Regions from separate parts of the Sus scrofa genome. Here region 2 is linked to region 1. The links are chromatin contacts, called in public Hi-C maps. All regions are on one chromosome and are shown on one strand. Each heading gives the region's core, a stretch centred on a gene start, on an enhancer-like site or on the middle of the called end of the contact. The rest is flanking DNA. Distances are from core to core; before and after follow the strand shown. Region 1 overlaps LOC110256983 (a long non-coding RNA gene). Region 2 overlaps AGPS (alkyldihydroxyacetonephosphate synthase, peroxisomal).

What was found. A called contact is a pair of places that touch in the nucleus more often than the background predicts.
Region 2: a contact with region 1 is called in a Hi-C map of liver, with 1.9 times the contacts expected there. The contact joins two enhancer-like sites. A contact is called at or near these places in 25 of 47 Hi-C or Micro-C datasets (adipocytes, alveolar macrophages, blood and 15 more) and 2 of 2 datasets of contacts at active chromatin or transcription factors (alveolar macrophages and skeletal muscle).

The regions. Positions count from the first base shown.
Region 1 is chr15:82,918,091-82,920,974 of Sscrofa11.1, forward strand. The region is part of intron 2 of LOC110256983 (a long non-coding RNA gene); the gene reads right to left. Among named protein-coding and RNA genes, the nearest start is that of HNRNPA3, 39 kb to the right of the region's middle. Within about 2 kb of position 1,336, at least 14 of the 83 cell types and tissues checked have an H3K27ac peak or open chromatin away from gene starts, as enhancers often do. A contact at or near this core is called in liver, where this site is marked.
Region 2 is chr15:83,187,464-83,190,703 of Sscrofa11.1, forward strand. AGPS (alkyldihydroxyacetonephosphate synthase, peroxisomal) reads left to right here. Exons shown (of 20, transcript XM_021075128.1): 3 at 3,063-3,153. Among named protein-coding and RNA genes, the nearest start is that of NFE2L2, 43 kb to the left of the region's middle. Within about 2 kb of position 1,633, at least 11 of the 83 cell types and tissues checked have an H3K27ac peak or open chromatin away from gene starts, as enhancers often do. A contact at or near this core is called in liver, where this site is marked.

The DNA of each region.
Region 1 (2,884 bases), core at 86-2,585:
ATGCTAATGCAGTTCTACTGTGTTTTACTAAACCTATGATTGTTTTTAATCTACTATTATCTCATGACACAAAATATATGAAAGCATGTTTCCAGAGAATTCCAGAGTTTTACACAAACACTTCTGGATAAAGGCCATCAGTGGTTTTTTAGAGCAGTTTCAGTGAAATGGTGCAAACAGAAGCCTCCCTCATGGGAGGTTTAGAAAAGCTGAGCAGGGAGAAAATAAATACGATAGTTATAAATGACCCATTTGTCTATGTATTTGGAAGACGATTATGAAATTGAAGGGGATAAGAACACTTCTAGAGCCACTGGGAAAGATGATAGACCTCCAGGGCAAAGGTTTGAATATGGGAATAAGGCAGACTTAAGCAAGAATAGAGTTGTGTTTAATATATATATATATATATAATTAAATATATATATAATAAATACATACAAATATATATATACATGGAACATTTTCTAGATTTAGAAGGCGCTAGAGATGACAATGTAAACTATAGGGAATGCTTCAAGATTTGTCTTCAATGTACTAGAGTTTAATGATTCAGGGATGACTGTAAACAAGATTGGGGCAGGAAAGGGGGTTCTTCCAGAAAAACCCTAGAGAGCAAATGACCCCTGCAAATCCTGCAAAGTATAAGGGAGACACTCAGCAACAGTCTCTCTTATGTGACTTGGTTTAAACCTACTGGTCACAACAGCTATATGTTCATTGTTTCTTGGAAAGACCAGAACTAATGAAAAATCAATCAAGATGATCAGTTCCAACTTGTGGGAGTTCTTTCCCCACTGTGTCTGACCTGAAGCTGACAGCAGGAATTCGTGCTGCCATCTTTAAAGGTGCACACTACAAATGACCCAGTTTGCAAAACAGTCACTGAAGAGACATGGTTAAAGTGGTCACAGCAGAACTACATCATGCTGCAGAAAGAGGCTGTTCTTTTCACAGTGTAGTCAGTTCAAAGCAAAATAACAAATTCTTTCATTTGTTTTAGTTTCACATCTCAGTTTTTTTGGTCACCATTCCTTGTCAAAAATGTTTCTTAAGCATTTTTGGTGAGCACCATACCTAGGCCAGCAAAGAGCCTGACTCACAAAGTATTGATAATCCAAAATGTGGAGAGAAGAAAGGCAAACCACTGGCTGTACCACAATTTTTGTACCAAATGAACTATCAAACTGCAATTTAAAGGGAGACCTGAGGCAGACAGTGATACAATGTCCTGCTCTCCTTTCATTCTTTCTTTGACCTCTGCTTCTTTTCCTGCTTCCTTACTTTGTTTACATAGTGAGAAATCTATTATCCTCTGCTGAGTTTCAAGCATGCCTGGGCATGTTTGTCAAACTGACCTTGCAGTTTGACAAATGGGCCTGATGGGCCTCTGACTATGGACCCAGACTGGGTCTGCTACTTAAATTCAAACACATCCACACAAGTCTGGCAAATTAGTAGGGGGAGATCGGGGTATGTGTAACATTCAGAAAACCTCCCAACAAAAGAACTCATTCTCAGGGAAGAAAAAGAGCCTTATACAATGAGGACTGGTTTATTTTCCCTTCCCAAAATAATAATTTTTTTAATTGAGGTAAAATTGACATCCATTATATTAGTTTCAGGTGTAGAACATAATGATTCGATCTTTGCAAATGTTGGAAAATGATCACCACACTCTATTAACATCCATCACTGTACATAAAGAACTTCTTTCTTTCTTTTTTTTTTTTTTTTCATTATCTTTTTAGGGCCTCGTGTGCAGCATATGCAAGTTCCCAGGCTAGGGGTTTAATCAGAGCTGCAGCTGCTGGCCTATACCACAGCCACAGCAATTCAGGATCCATCCAAGCCACATCTGTGACCTACATCACAGCTCATAGCAACTCCAGATCCTTAACCCACTGAGCAAGGCCAGGGTTTGACCTCGAATTCTCATTGGATACTAGTGGGGGACGTTACCACTGAGCCACATCAGGAACTCCCAAGTTATTTATTTTTTAACTGGAAGTTTGTACCTTTTGACCCCATTCACCTGTTTTACCCCACCCCTGGCATCCACCAATAATGTTAATTTTTCCTGTATGGGTCAAATTTTAGTATATGTCTTGCTGAGGTTTGCACTCACAATAACTGTTTTTCAGTCCTGGGATACTGGGACACAGGGTTAGAATCTGTGTACTTAATGGAATCATCGCTATTAGAGGATTACAGGCCTGAAGAAACAGGCCTGAAGGGTGCCCTGCATCAGAGCCTGGCTGAAGGAGAGGAGGGGCAGGTAATTGCAGTTCAAAAGCAGACAGCCATTCATGGCGGCCCTTACTGTAATGATATTCATGCTTAAGCCAAGGGGCCCAAAAGTACCCAACTCCTGCTCAGCCCAGACATCTCTCCTCACCACAGGTCCTGAAGAAGATATTTAGAAGCAATGAAATATGAGAAATCAAAGGCCTGGTGCCTAAAATCCCCATGCAGAGCTCCCGGATTAACAGGCCAAGAACATGTTTTAGGCATATACCAAAATGAGCTCTCTCCCTCCCCTTATGCCCAATTTGCATCTTGGCATCGTCCCTCCCTTAAGCCAGCTAGCCTCATGGGATAAGAAACCAAAGTAAAAATAGCCCAAATAGTGACCTGAAATCTGACCTAACAAAGCCTGAGAAAGAAGCAGCAACTGGGGTGGGTGGGCTCGGAGAATTTAGGGAAAGTGGTTTAATCACCAACACTTGATGATAACGTGATTGACCATATTAGTTCTCAAAAGTGAAATTTTAGGGAGTCACTTCAGCAAACAGGAGAAGGAAAAAAAACTAGGGAGCCCAAAACATTGTGGATTAAATCAATACGGTATTTCAATACCATAACCCAAAAGGAACAAAAATGT
Region 2 (3,240 bases), core at 383-2,882, 270 kb after region 1:
TTATGTTTTAAATAGAATAATGTCTAATACAGTAGAAACTTATCTGTATAGAGATTAGCTTTACAAAATCTTCTGAGGGGGAGAGAGTGACAAAACCAACTTCCTCTCTCCTCACATATTTGGGCTTCATTTCTGTCTCTTTGGACCTTAAAAGTATAGCATCTTTGTTTTTTGAAAAGGGGCAAAACCAAATAACTAAATAATAATAAATTCTCATTTTGGTGCTTCCAGAAGCACCATTACCTTGCCACAAATAGGATAATAAACTGCATTGAATTGGATCATAGCTTTCTCTATATCTAGTCTAGTTTCTTAGGGTTAATGATTGAACTAGTAGATTTCTCTGATTTTTTTAAAATCAGGAAACATTTACAAATATTCTTTAAGATAATAATAGCTATTACTAATTGGGTTCCTACTGAGTTATCTTAAAATAACCCTAAATGGATGGAAATAATTAGGAGACTGAAGCTGAAGGAGGTTAAATAGCTTTCTTAAGGTCACCTGTGCAGTGGGAAGTTGAAGTTAAAAACAGTATTCTTCAACTGTTTGTATTATCCCTGCTAACAAGGTACCATACTAATCCATTGTATTGATCTTATTCTGTCTCCCATCTCTGGAAGCACTTTACAAAAGCCTTCTACAATCTGTATGACAGAATAGTAGTTAGTCATATTGTTAAAAAGTTATCCTATGAAAAAAGTTCCTCTTATTCCATGGAAGTGCAAAGGGTAGAAGCATTAGTTTGTGATATTCCTAGAAGAGAAAATGGAATTTGTGCCTAGAAAGGATGAGTATAAGAAAATACTGATTTGGCTGAACAGTATCAATTCACTGTTTTGTATTAATAATATTAGATTGTTTAAGGACAGCTTTTGAAATTCTTGAGAAAGAATTTATTGTGGCATTTTAGTGTACTGAACAAAACAGACCCTTTGCCCTCTATAACCACATAGAAAACATGGATAAAATACCACAAAAAAGAAATATTCCAGAGCTGGAAAGAAAGAAAGGGAAATCCTTAGGTGTCAGAAACTAAGAGTGACTCTCAGTGAAAATTTATGGGGGTTCTCCTCTTTCTAAACCAAAGAACATTGAAAAGGTAGGAAATTTTTATAAGTAAGCGTGGTTGATTGTATGTATTTTGGGGAGGGTCACTCTGACATTTCAAACCCCACCATTAAGCTAGAAGCAATTATGTATGTCATGGAAAAATCGTAAGTTTTTCCCTGAACACAATATATTTTTTGAATAGATTAGTAATTTGTCAGTTTATAAAATCTCTAGGTTTATAATCTTGCCATTCTTATGCCTTCTAAATATAGATGAATTGAGACCTCCTAGGTTTAAGCAGCAGCAGATGGTACTTTAGAGCTCGTGCTCTGGTTTTCTATAAACTAAAATTTTGAAAAATGCCATTATTCTTTGACTTTAAAGGTGTTATACATTACTTGGCATTTTCAAAGCACAAGTTAGTGATTAAATGGGGCAAATATGTTTGGGTTGTTGTACTTTGTACTTTCAGTGGCATGTTTAAAAGTTTTATCTTATAAAAGGCTATTACATTGGTTAATAATTGTGGAACACACTCTAAGGATAGATGGTTGCAAACACTGATAACTTTGCTGCCTTTGTGCACTGTCCTAGTGAGAGTCACTTTCTCTTTAGTCACTTTAAATCCTTATGTGCACTTCCTTCTTGGATATTTATGTCCACATAAAGTAGTTGTACAGTTAAAATATAAGGGCCCAGGAGTAAAACCTAGTATTTCCAAATTAGCCTTTTTGTAGGACATTACTAATGCATAGTAGCATATGTGTTAGGCTAAACCAGCTTCCCAGTGTTTACTTTTACCCATAGCTAAAATGAAGAAAATTTTATATGCTGAATAACTATCTTAAGTTGTTTAACTATGTCTTATACTTTCGTTCAATTTAATTTCTTTAAATTTATGAAAAAGATATTACAACACTTTTAAACATCCCATTTCAGTTTGATTTTTTAATATGAAAAAGGAACTTGATTAAAATGTGTTTGTTCTTTTTTTCTTTCCACTGTCATTTTTGTTTTGCCAACCTTTATGTAAAGATTTATTTAAGAATTTTATTTAATTTTTTTTCTTTTTCAGATTTTCCCATATAAATTATCACAGAATATTGGGTAGAGTTCCCTGTGTACACTTTCTTGTTTCTTCATGTCTAGTAATTTTGAAGTGTAACTCTGATATCGTTAATGATATGTTGTAGAAACTCTGTGTTCTTTTATCTTCTTTTTTTTTTTTTTAGGGCCGCACTCATGGCATATGGAGATTTCCAGCATAGGGGTCGAATCAAAGCTGTAGCAGCTGGCCTACACTACACCACAGCCACAGCAATGTGGGATCCGAGCCGCGTCTGCAACCTACATACGCCACAGCTCCTGGCAACACTGGATCCTTAACCACTGAGCAAGGCCAGGGATTGAACCTGCGTCCTCATGGATGCTAGTCAGATTCATTTCCCCTGAGTCACGATGAGAACTCTTTTATGTTCTTCTGAAGAACAGCTGAATTATCTGTTCCTTTCTTTTAAGCTTAGCTGGGCTGCTTTGTGTGTGCTCCATACATGTGTAATTCAGGGTCACCCAGACATTTGGACAGAATTTATACATAGGTCCCTCTATGACTGACTCCTAGATTTGCATGATTTTTCTGTACTCTTTCCAGATGTTGTGTTCACTGCAAACATCAAAAAGGCTGTAGGTTTTCTGTATTCATTCTTTTTTTGGGCTGGGGCTTTCCCTCAGGCTAAAACCTGTTTAAAAATTAAACAAAATTAGAAACTCATGTAGGGTTGTTTCCTTCTTCCAAGTTTATCATACCCCTTTACCCCTATTTTTGCCAGTTTTGGGGCTATCTATAGTGCCTTAAATAGCTGCATTTTGTTTGTTTTGTTTTTGTCCAGAGCTCATATTTGAGAAGGTTGGCTTGGTAGGAACTACTTGACCATTACTAGAAACAGAATCTAAGATTTGAATTTAAATGAAGATACTTTACTCTAATGTTTATCTTCTTTATATCTTAGGTATCCTCTTAGTGGCATGATTTTGCCAACTTTTAGAGAGTGGATCGAAAATATCCTTGGAGTAAGTCTGGAGCATAAAACTACCTCTAAAGTAAGCAAATAAGAACGGTTACTAGTATGCTTAACTGAGTGTGTATGTGTTTTGTGTGTATGTTTGTGTATGTTTATTCTCAAATTA